Linked DNA regions of Oryctolagus cuniculus: region 2 is linked to region 1. A link is a contact called in public Hi-C data. All regions are on one chromosome and are shown on one strand. Each heading gives the region's core, a stretch centred on a gene start, on an enhancer-like site or on the middle of the called end of the contact. The rest is flanking DNA. Distances are from core to core; before and after follow the strand shown. Region 1 holds the start of GADD45G (growth arrest and DNA damage inducible gamma). Region 2 has its middle 220 kb from the start of GADD45G.

Region 1 (5,568 bases), core at 1,749-4,248:
AAGACTTGCCAACCTGATGTTCTACAAGGGTCCGCTGGCCGGCAGGAGGGGGCTGCCCGCCTGCCCTGTGCGATGTGGTGCTGGGTTTACTCATTTAAGAGCACGCTTTCTAGCAATTATGCCCCCTTTGTTTCCTACAGCACGTGGGGCAAATTGTGGCTTTGCCAGAACACAGCCAGACCCACCCCCGTGGGGCTGTCACATGAAAGAGAACTTGAGATTTTTGAGTAGCCAACAGCTCTTAAAAACATTCATGCAACTTGGGCACCAACACAGCCCAATGACTCCGTCCCACTGAGGGGTAAATGTTTTTCAGAGCCGAGAAACGGGAAACAGGATATTATCATTACAGGAAAATTAAGCTCTCCCAGTGTTGTCTTGCCAAGGCTTCCACTGTTTGGACAGAATTTTCAAAGTGGCACCCCACCACCACCAGCAGCCACCTCAAGGATAGCTAAGGTGATCCCTCAGCCCCGCGGCCACCTTAGAAACAGCACGATGTTCTCAGGTCGGGCTGCCTGGCAACCTAGCTAAGACCATGCACGCCCCACGTGCACCTCTCCTGCAGAAGGCAAATTGCAGGGCACGGGGAGTACAATCAAGACGCAGCTGCTCTAATAAAAGCAGACCAACAGACTCAGAACGTTCTCTTCTAGCTACCTGCCTCCAAAACCCTCAAGGCTCATTCTATCCGCAATCCTCCCAGATCCTCCCAGCGCTGATGTGGGCTGAGAACTTTCCAAATAGCCGACAGCTGATGCAGTCGGCAGATCGGAATTGCTCACCCCTATTTATACACACACACACACACACACACACACACACACACACGCCGCCTTCCGATTTCTGCTGGGATCCTGGAAGTTCTAGCCCAGCCGTGATGGGAGACTGACTCATCCTTCAGCACTCACCAGTGTCACGGTTGATATTAATACCTTTGTAACACTGCTTTGTGTCCCAGCATTTCATAGGAGAAACATCCTGCCTGCCATCGCGCTCTGGGACCACAAAGGGCTGGGGCTGTAGCAGGCAATGCCATTGTGCACGAAGGGGCTGCCTGCCTCCTGCAAGCTGTTCAGATAAGCAGCTGTCCGGGGTGGGGGAGGGGAGGGAGGTGGAGGTCACTGTTATCCGATAGGATGGCGAGCCCTGAGCTGCTGCAGGGATGCCTGTTCTCAAGTCTGCCCCTCGCTTGCAAGTTCTATAATCTGTCCAAAAGCAGAGACCTGGGAGCCTCGCTCAGGCTGTGCCCTCACACCCAGCAGCCTCCCCTCCCCCCGCGGCCAGCACCAGGAGCCTGTCATTCTCGCCCGACAGGAAGACGGGAACAGGTGCCATCCGCGCCAAGCAGTTCCAGCTGGCCACCTCCCCGAGCAAGGGTCCCCACCCTCAGTAAAAGCACAGGAGTCTGTTTCAAGGGGTTTATTGTAAGACATCCTCCGGAAGACGAAGCATTGCCCGGATCCGTTTCTGAGAAGGCAGCGCAGTCTGCTAAGTCCCACAGGCTCCTGCAGCCCGACCAAGTCCAGGCCGTCTCGCCCGCGCTCTCCTCCTGCTGAGTCACGCTGGCCCGGCCGGTCTGTGTCCTTCCCGGCCCTGCGGCCAACGTCCCCGCCTCGGCCTTCCTGGGCGAGCAGCCGCTCCGGACACTCGCGGTGCGCAGCGTCCTCGGCTCCAGCCAGCCTGCCCCGCCGCCGCCGCCGCCACAGCCGCCGCCGGGCCCCCGCTGGGGGGGCCGCGCCTCCGCGCCCGCCAGACGCCCCGCCTGCCAGTCTCCACGCCGTGCTCTGGCACCCTCCGAGGGCCCCTCCACAGCCAGCCGCGCGCTAGGCGCCCCGGGACGTCACCACGTCGATCAGACCAAGGTCCCCGCCGGGCTGTCACTCGGGGAGGGTTATGCTGGGCACCCAGTCGTTGACGCTGCGGCTCTCCTCGCAGAACAGGCTGAGTTTCTCCAAGGCAGGGTCTTTCCACGCGTCCTCATTGGGGTTCTAAGGAGAGGGGAGAGCGCAAGCGTCAGCCAGCCTGGCCGACCGCGCCGGGGTGAGGGGAGGCGCTGGGGGAGCGGGGCGACACTCACCGAGATGAGAATGCAGTGCAGGTCGCCCGGCGCGCCCGCCTCCTCGCCGGCACCCACGATCGCGGCCAGCCGCTGCACGTCGCCCACGCGCACGATATCGATGGCGTTCTCGCAGCAGAACGCCTGGATCAGCGTGAAGTGGATCTGCAGCGCGATGTCGCCCTCGTCCTCCTCGTCGGCGGCCAGCACGCAGAAGGTCACATTGTCGGGGTCCCTGCGCAGGAGGAGTTCCCGAGGTCAGAGCCCCGCGGGCCGGTGGCTCCCCGCCGCCGCCGCCGCCTCCGCCGCCGCCGCCGGTCGCCCCCGCCCGGGCCGCGTCTATACTCACACGTTCAGGACTTTGGCGGACTCGTAGACGCCGGCGGTGAGACAGCCCTGGCGCTGCGCCGACAGCAGCAGCTCGTGCAGCGCTTTCCCGGCGCCCTGCATCCTGCGGACGAGCCAGCACCGTCAGTGGAGCCAGCCGAGGCGCCGCAATCCGTACCCCGTCTCCTCCCCGGTCCCGAGTGTGCACCCCCGGCTCCCCAGCCTGAACCAAGGCGCCCACACCCCAAGGCCCCTGCTCCGGCAAGCTTCCTGCACCCCAGCTTCCCGATCCTCCTGAAGCTCTCCAATCCGGAGCCTACATCCCCCGGAGGCTCGCCACCCGGCAAGGCGCCTGCCACCCACCCCTGCGCCCCGGGCCCATCGGCACCGACGGTGCTCGGCTCCCAGCCCAGCAGACAAGTCGCGCACGGGGAGACCCACCTGGCTGTGCTTTCCGGAACCGTGTCCTGGCCGCGGACTTCTTCCAGAGTCATGGTGCGGTGGCCGAGCAGCAAGTTATCCAAGAGCCGTACGCGCGTAGGACTGGCAGCTGAGCCGCGCACCCGCTCCCGCCCGCCCGGCGCGCCCACAGCCAGCGACTGCGCCCGGGCGGCGCGGCGAGCCCTTATATAGGCCGGCGGGCGCGGCGCCGCCAGCTGGCGCGAAGCTGCGTGCCCATTGGCCGGCTCCCGCTTTCTGATGCAAATGAGCGGCGGGCCGGCGGCTCGTGCCAGAAGGCCACGTGGGGAGGGGTGCGGGGGATGACAATGCCTCAAATCTGCCGCTTTTGTCGGAGTGTTACCAGGCAGACTGGAGCCTGCAGATTTCATCTCGCCTCCTTTTTTTTTTAAGTCCTTAAAAGGAAAAAGTTAAAAAAAAAAAAAGTGCTAACGCGAATACGATGCTGCAATTTGTGAAATGCACCTTTGAAGATTCTAAAAGAATTTTCTTTGCATTTATTCTTATTGCTACCTATTTTTTTCTTTTATTTTGAAGTTTGTGAGGCTGTTGTATTGACCCTGGAAATTAAAGCAAAAACACGCAGCGCCACTTTTGGGGGGGAGGGGGGTTGCAAAAGGCACAGGCTCCCGCCGCTGACTCTGCAGCCCGCAGCGCGGCCGGCCACGCCGGCCAAGCCTGCTCCAGGACCTTCGGGGTCGCACCCGCAGGCCGCCTCCCCGCCCGTGGCCCTGCGCGGCGGGGCGCCGGCGGGGGCGCGAGCAGCTTGCGGCCGGCGCACGCGGCTCCTTTGCATTTCTATGGAAGGCGCACAATAGCAGGGGTCTGGCGTGTGGCGGTTTGTAGAGGGGACAATCGGGGCTTTCTCTTCATAGCAGCACTGTCCACCTGCCGCAGCCCGTGGCGCGCCCCCTGCGCCGGCCCCTGGGCGTAATCCCACCCCGCCGGCGCCTGGGCCGCGTGCCGAGCCCCTCGCGCGAGCTGGAAAGGCCGCGGGGCTGCTGCACGCAGACCTCGCGGCTCTGGCTCGGGTTTGGGGAGCGCGGCTTGGGAATTCCCCCTCCCGGGGCGCCACCTACAGGACACACAGAACCGCGGGCCACACACGCACCCGCCCCTGACCGCGGCCAAGCTGCGCCGCAGTGGAGACAGAACAAAGCGTGCCGCACGCACCCGGGTGGGGCTTGGAGACTGGGGGCGAAGGGGGCCTCCTGGGGAGAACTGACTGAGTTCAGAGCCCGTGTGGCTCTGGCTGGGTTGAAACAGCCGGGAGGACTTGACCGTGCGTCTGTAACAAGCCTGGGTTCCAACGAGGGGATAGGGAGACCGGAAGTGCTCTTGGGAGAGCGTTGCAGGCTGCAGCTTGCAGCTATGGGCCCTATGGGACTCGCAGGTCTGCGGCTGGCGGTGCTGCGCGCCCCGGGACGCACACCCGGGCTCCTCCTTTCCGGCCGGGGCGCTGGGCGGGGTCCCTGGGGAAAACAGCCTGGTGGCTCCGTGCTTTGCCTTCGGGCTCTTTTTCAGGCCGGCGGTACTGCGGGCTCCCGGACTTAGGAACGCCGAGCCTTGCTGCCGGCGCCCTGGAGCCGGGCACGCTTGGCAGCCTAGGGCCGGGCGAGGCGCTGGCGTTCCCCGGCGGAGGCGCGCTGCAGCCGCCGGCTCCCTGGGTTCCAGGGCGTGTGCGTTCGCCCTGGAACGTCTCTGAAACCCGGAGGGCTGCCTCACCCCGACTGCGAAGGGGGTGGGGGAGGCGGGGGGGGGGCAGCTTGGACTCGCTCCTTTTGCTGCCATTTCCTTTCCTTCCTCCTTGGTGGTCTCCACAATGACTGAATGCCTGGGTTGGATGAGATGTGTCCATTTTTAAGTGATTGAGACTTTAAGTGTTGCCCTTTTGAAAGCCATGAGCATTTCTTAAAATGCATGCGTTGTGGGGGGGTGGCCCAGGTGATGCTGGGAAGAATGACTTATTTGACATTTGAGGACCGCCTCCAATTTCTGACACCAAGAAATCGGCCCACACACCAGGCCTGAAGCCTCAGCCCCGCCCCCCCCCCAAGGCCTTTGCTGCATGGCCCCTGCTGGGGGCGAGCAAGCCCACTTCCCCGCCCCCCCCCCCCCAGCCGGTCTGGACCAGCAGAGATGACTGACAGCCCCCTGGGGCAATGCTGCTCGGCTCACATTTTTTAAGATATTCAATTTCAGGAAACCCAGCCTTTCTGACATAGGATCTAGCCTCACACGGTGTAAAAGGTCAGTCTCAGTGGTCCCCCAAGCCCTGTCAATTAGGGAAGAATCTTTTTGTCTGGAGACAGAGTTGGCCTCACCATCGCCACCACCCTGCGGCTCAGGCTCAGGCCGGGGCCAGAGCTGCTGGCGGTGCCCATCTGAGACACCCGGGTCCTGTGTGCTGGGCATACTCTAGGAAGGGAGTGCGCCAGGCCCACCCAAAGATGCTGGGCACTAGCAAATGCCCACCGCCCGCTGTGCGGCTGCAGCTCTCCCCAGCCCTCCCACACTGTGCGTCCTAGGCGCCCCTGAACTTCCTCTGCCTCTCAGCCACGCAGGAGGTGGTGAGCTGGTTGTTGAGGGAACTCCTCAGAGATGGATGGTTTTAAAAACCCTTTGGAGGGCCGGCGCCGCGGCTCACTAGGCTAATCCTCCGCCTTGCGGCGCCGGCACACCAGGTTCTAGTCCCGGTCGGGGCGCCGGATTCTGTCCCGGTT
Region 2 (5,677 bases), core at 293-2,792, 220 kb before region 1:
GGATGGGTGATTGTGTGCATTGCGTCTTGGCCATAACAACGACACGCTGCAGGTCAGTGTTCCCCTACCATCCCCAGCAAGACCACCGCCATCACAAGCTGTCCTTTCTGTCCGAAAGGACCTGGTTGGATCCGTCCTCCCCCAACTTCCCCCAGTGAGCCTCGGGGCTTCTACACACTGAATCAATTGGCTGGAATTTTTTTGTTCATTACTGATAGAGGGCCTTGGGCTGCCCCAGGTCATGAGCACACCACAGTGGTCACCGGGGCGCTAACTGTTCTGATTCGCCCTAAGACACCACTTAGCACCTAAATGAAAGGGGAAGTTGGCCACACCATCAGCCAAGTTAAGTACTTGCAAGCCAGCAGCTAAGTAAGCTCCTTCCACTCTGAATCCACAGGTGGACACTGAGAAGTAAAATCCTCTGTGTTCCTCCGGAGTGATAGCATCCTTAGGACTCTCACCACTCCAGAGAAGCACAGGGCCCGCGAGACACAGCACTCCCCTCTGTCTGGTCTACACTCGCAAAGTTTGAGTGGTCCCACCTCCCGATCCCAGATGGGCTCAGCATCCCCGAGGCTGGCCCCATGGTTCCTCAGCCTCCAGGTAGCCGGGGACTCCCCTGTAGCACCAGCTAGCCTCCTCGCAGCTCGGCTCTGGGTCACGAGGCATAGACGCAAACCAATTCCCAGGAATGGCCTTGGGCATCCCACAACTCCGCAAAGTGTAATTGCAAAATATACCTTGGCTCCAGAAGCCTTTGGACATGCTCTTGAACTTGAGCAATGAGAGGAAGAAGCAAGAGGAGACGGAGGAGGCAGTTCCCTGGGGAGTGTCGACACCCAGTGCTGGGGGTGACCTGGATGAGGCCCAGGGCCCCTGCAGGGCCTCCCACTCCACTGGGCAGAGGGCCCTGAAGAGTCAGACTTGAGCTGGGAAATCGGTCCTCATTCGTCCAGGTTGTGGAGCGGGGAAGTTTCGCTCGCTGCTTTTGTACAACAGGCTGCATTCGAAGAACTCTCTGGAACTTCTGAGAGAGTCGTCAAGACAGGAATGTGAGCCCTTAGCACAGGCACTAGCACACAGAAGAGACTGCTCACTCCTGAGCATACGAAGGGACTTCCAGAAGTTTGCAGAACGTGGAATTAAGAGAGAAGACAGGGGCAGACATCTGACCTCGCGGGTAAGGATCAGTGAAGTTCCCTGTGTCCTCTATCAAGAATACTCGCACTCAAGTCCAGGCTCCACTCTGGATTCTAGCTGCCTGCTACTGTGCCTCATGGGAGACAGACAGACACGGGCTCAAGGGGTTAGGTCCCTGCCACCCACACGGCAGATCGGGATGTGGTCCCAGTTCCCAGCTTCAGCCCAGCCCAACCCTGGCTTGGCCCAGCCCCAGCCCAGCCCCTGTGGGCATCTGGGGAATGAACTAGTAGACCTGGTGGATGGAAGCCCTGTTGCCTAAGAGGCAAACCTGAGAACCGCTTTCTGTCTCGACCACTTGGGCTGCTTCCACCTTCAGAAAGAGAGCCACGCGGGAAGCTTATCTTAGCACAGGTTTTGGCCTGATGACAAAAGGGACAAATGTTTGGCTCTCCCAAGAGTATGCTGGGACCCCCAAAAGGCATTCCTCGGATGCCTTGGTCTCTGCCACGGCTCCTTTGCAGGTAAAGGAGCCCCTCCGCCAGCCAGTGGTCCAGTTTAGCTGTGTGCTGAATGCACACTGGTTCTATTATCAAGCCGACCGGAGGGAGAGACAGAAATATTTCCCCAATGACATGCAGCCGCTCCTGGCATCCGGGACTTCTTTCTCAAAATTCTTTCCAAATAGGGAAGCTCACAGCTCTCTTAAAAAGGAGCTGAGGGCATCCCAAAGAATCTGCGGATTTGAAAGCATTCGGCACATTCCTGAGATACCATTCCCCTGAGGAATTTGGAAAGAAGCCTGGACTGTGAGATAGGACAGTCTTATGACCACAAAAGAGTGCCGGCTCCGGCCAGGCACTTCCCGAAACTGCACTGGCACCTCCCTCAGTCCACCCCGGACCCTGGACTCAGCCCTCTCACACCGGAGCACTTTCGCCTTCACGTTCAGCTTGGAAACTAACAGGGGCAGGGAACCTTTGTTCCGTCCAGGGCCATTTTGATGTTTTATTTCCCATCATTGGCGGGCGGCACAAAATTATCAGCTTAAACCTTAGCCCGCTGTGGACTTGATGAATTTCAGATCCCAGCTGCGGCTGTCTTGGCAGGGCCAGACCCAGTGATTTCGTGGGCCTCATGCAATCCACGGCCGGGCACTCCCCTCCCCCTCACCCCTTCTAGTTCCCCGAGGAACACAGGATGCACAAGTATTTCTCTTCCAGGAAGACTCATTTTACAATTTTTATTATTTTTTTTGACAGGCAGAGTGGACAGTGAGAGAGAGACAGAGAGAAAGGTCTTCCTTTGCCGTTGGTTCACCCTCCAATGGCCGCTGCGGCCGGCGCACCGCGCTGATCCGAAGTCAGGAGCCAGGTACTTCTCCTGGTCTCCCATGGGGTGCAGGGCCCAAGCACTTGGGCTATCCTCCACTGCACTCCTGGGCCACAGCAGAGAGCTGGCCTGGAAGAGGGACAACCGGGACAGAATCCGGTGCCCCGTCCGGGACTAGAACCTGGTATGCCGGCACCGCAGGCGGAGGATGAGCCTAGTGAGCCACGGCACCGGCCTCATTTTACAATTTCAAAAGCAGTACATGTCCTAAAAGTTCAGAGAAATTAAAACGGTGCACTGCGTAGTATTTGCAGAGTTCCTGCTGTGTTCTGGCCCCCGGACTCGGATAGTCTAATTCTAGCTAACACACACCAGTGCCGTAGGCCCGGCACCAGTCTCAATCTGCACCCACTCCTTCCATGGCAACAAATTTTACTGTATTCCTACCCTGTGCACCAAGCACACTTCCAGCTGTTGGACATCTGGCAAAGAATCAGACTACGCCCCTCCCCCAACGGGGCTGATCATCTAAGAAGGAGCCACAGCCAAGGCTGCACAACCATAAAATCGTGCCGGGTAGTGGTGAGTGTCTCAGAGAAAACTGAAGCAGGGTTCAGGAATCCAGGTGAAGGGGACAAGGTCTGGGAGAGCAGAGGGGGGTGGGGGGACATTCAGACGTGGACGTGAGAGATGGAGGCACAACCAGTCCAGGTCGGGAAGCTTTGCCCTGCCTGTGCCTCGAGTTAGAGGGGAAAGGATTCTGGGTGGAAGGGCCAGGGCAGGGCAGGTGCACATGGAAGAAGCCTTCAGGGAAACTGTCAGGGCTTAGGGGGGACACAGGGCATCTGGGCCTCCCTTTGCAAGGGTTATAAACCCAGAGGGTACGGTGCATGTTGGTACCTTCAGTCTTGTCCTCTTTCACTTTTCTTGCAAAATGCTGACCACGTACCACGAAACCGATTTCATAATCTCTGAATGCAATGATCAACAAACAGTTTGAAAGCCACACACTGTGGTGTGTAAACCTTGCCTCTGAATTATCCTCATCAAAATGTGGAGGTTTGGGGCCAGTGCCGTGGCGTAGTAGGTTAAGCCTCCACCTGCAGTGCTGGCATCCCATATGGGCGCTGGTCCATGTCCTAGCTGCACCACTTCCGATCCAGCTCTCTGCTATGGCCTAGGAAAGCAACGGAAGATGGCCCAAGTGCTTAGGCCCCTGCACCCAAGTGGGAGACCTGGAGGAAGCTCCTGGCTCTTGGCTTCAGATCAGCGCAGCTCCAGCCATTGTGGCCACTTGGGGAGTGAACCAGCAAATGGAAGACCTCTCTCTCTCTCTCTCTCTCTCTCTCTCTCTCTCTCTCTCTGTCTCTCTTTCTCTGTAATTCCACCTTTCAAATAAATAAATAAATAAATAATCTTTTTTTTTAAATGTGGGCCTTAGGCAAGAGACCCAGCCCATTTGTTGTCTCTATACAGGCAGAAGAACAGACTACAGAGGGATCCAGGTAATGAAACCAAGTAGCAACCCAACCCTTACAGGTGTTACCTCGTAGGCTCGTTATCTTGCAGTTGGAAGGCTCAGGGCCCAGGAGGCCCATGTATGGCAACAGCAGGGCCGACCAGCCTTGCCAAGGTGCCGTGAGCTGTCAGCTAGCCCTCACCAGTCACCAGAAGGCAGCTGACTGTGAAAGCCACCACCTCCGGTTCCTGCAATGCAGGGCATGTGTTGGCACCAGCCCCAGAGACGGGACAGAGGGATTTGGATCTCCAGGCACTTTACAGGATGTCAGACTCCCGTCAGTCCTACATCTCCAGTTCCGGGTGGCTTGTGGCAGCTCTTCTTATCTCAAGTTGGCATTCCTCTCCATGCCTGCCATTCACCAAAGCCCTGGGAGATAGCAGATGGTGGGAAGTCGTGCCCTGGGCCCTGAGATGCCATGGGGATCATGCCTAAGTGCTCGCTGGAGCAGGCAGGCACAGTCTGCAGACAGGACCCCGCTGTACCTCTCCCAGGGCTGCCCGGGGTTTGGCACTGTCTCCTAGAACTCTTTCTGGAGATGGAAGCAGGTGTACCACCCCCACCACTTTCCAAAATAAATGGCCCTCATGTCTCCAATGAGTGACATGGAGTCTTTGGGTCAGGTTCAGAGGAACTGTGGACCCACCTGCTGGCTCCCATGGAGTCTACTCAGCCAGGGTCTCCCCAGAGGCACTTGGTCACATCTGGCCTCACCCTTGTCCAGGGGTGACCAGGTGTGGGAGGGCCAGGAAGCAGCCTGGTGACAGACGCGCTCTCCTGCAGGTACGTCAGCCATCACTGCCCCGTCACTGCCTCAGGGGGTGGCTCAGGGCCCACAGTGGTCATCGCCCCCACGCTGGGGCTCTAGACAAACCTTCCACTGGGAATTGCACTCCCTAGAGGGTCTGTTCTGCATGCAACACCCTTGTATCTGTCTTGCCCTGCGACTATGGGTGGGAGGCGAGTGACTGGAGCACTCTGGGAGGGCGCCCGGGTGGTGAGTGGCCCCCAGGGAGAAGAGTGGCATGGTCTGGGGGGTGAGCAGAGGGTGTCCCTACCACATCCTGCTCTCCCACAGCCCCAGAAAGCCCAGTGACCAGTAATTTCCTGGCCAATTCCATATGCAAGGCAAGGCGACTGCAAAATAAAGAAGACGGCATGGGTTCAGGTGGGGAGTGTCCATCAACTGACAGCTGGATAAAGAGAAGTGTGGTCGCTAGACACGAGGGAACGCTATCGGGCCGTGGGGAGAGGGAGCAGTCTTATCATTCGCACGCCGCTCAGTGGGAGAAGCCGAGCACAGAGAGACAAGCACCGCACGATGGCTCTCATGTGTGGAATCTGGAAAAGGTGACCTCATAGAAGTTGAGAGTGGATCAGTGATTACCAGAGGCTGGGGGGAGTAGGGAGAGGGAGGGGTGGGGAAGGGATGATTCATGGGGACTACGTCATAGCTAAATCAGAGCAAGACGTTCTGCATTGCAGGGTACGGAGACCAGAGCTGATGATAAGGCACCGTATATTTCTCTAAAAGTAAGATTGGAAGAAAGGATGTGGGATGTTTTCAGCATAGAGATAGGTTCAGCGTTCGAACAGAGGGATGCGTTTGCCCAGAGTGGACATTACCCTGTGTATACATACATAGAAACCTCCCACAGTACCCCTTAACATGTACAGTAGTTG

The links. Hi-C and Micro-C count contacts between places; a contact is called where the count stands out from the background.
Region 2: a contact with region 1 is called in a Hi-C map of skin fibroblasts, with 2.5 times the contacts expected there. The contact joins the enhancer-like site here to the promoter of GADD45G in region 1. A contact is called at or near these places in 2 of 6 Hi-C or Micro-C datasets (embryonic fibroblasts and skin fibroblasts).

Annotation. Positions count from the first base shown.
Region 1 is chr1:138,325,467-138,331,034 of mOryCun1.1, reverse strand. GADD45G (growth arrest and DNA damage inducible gamma) reads right to left here and starts at 2,998. Exons shown (of 4, transcript XM_051847388.2): 1 at 2,828-2,998; 2 at 2,409-2,510; 3 at 2,081-2,294; 4 at 1,408-1,991. The coding sequence starts at 2,880. The coding sequence ends at 1,881.
Region 2 is chr1:138,543,381-138,549,057 of mOryCun1.1, reverse strand. No RefSeq gene overlaps it. Among named protein-coding and RNA genes, the nearest start is that of GADD45G, 220 kb to the right of the region's middle. Within about 2 kb of position 1,542, at least 4 of the 8 cell types and tissues checked have an H3K27ac peak or open chromatin away from gene starts, as enhancers often do.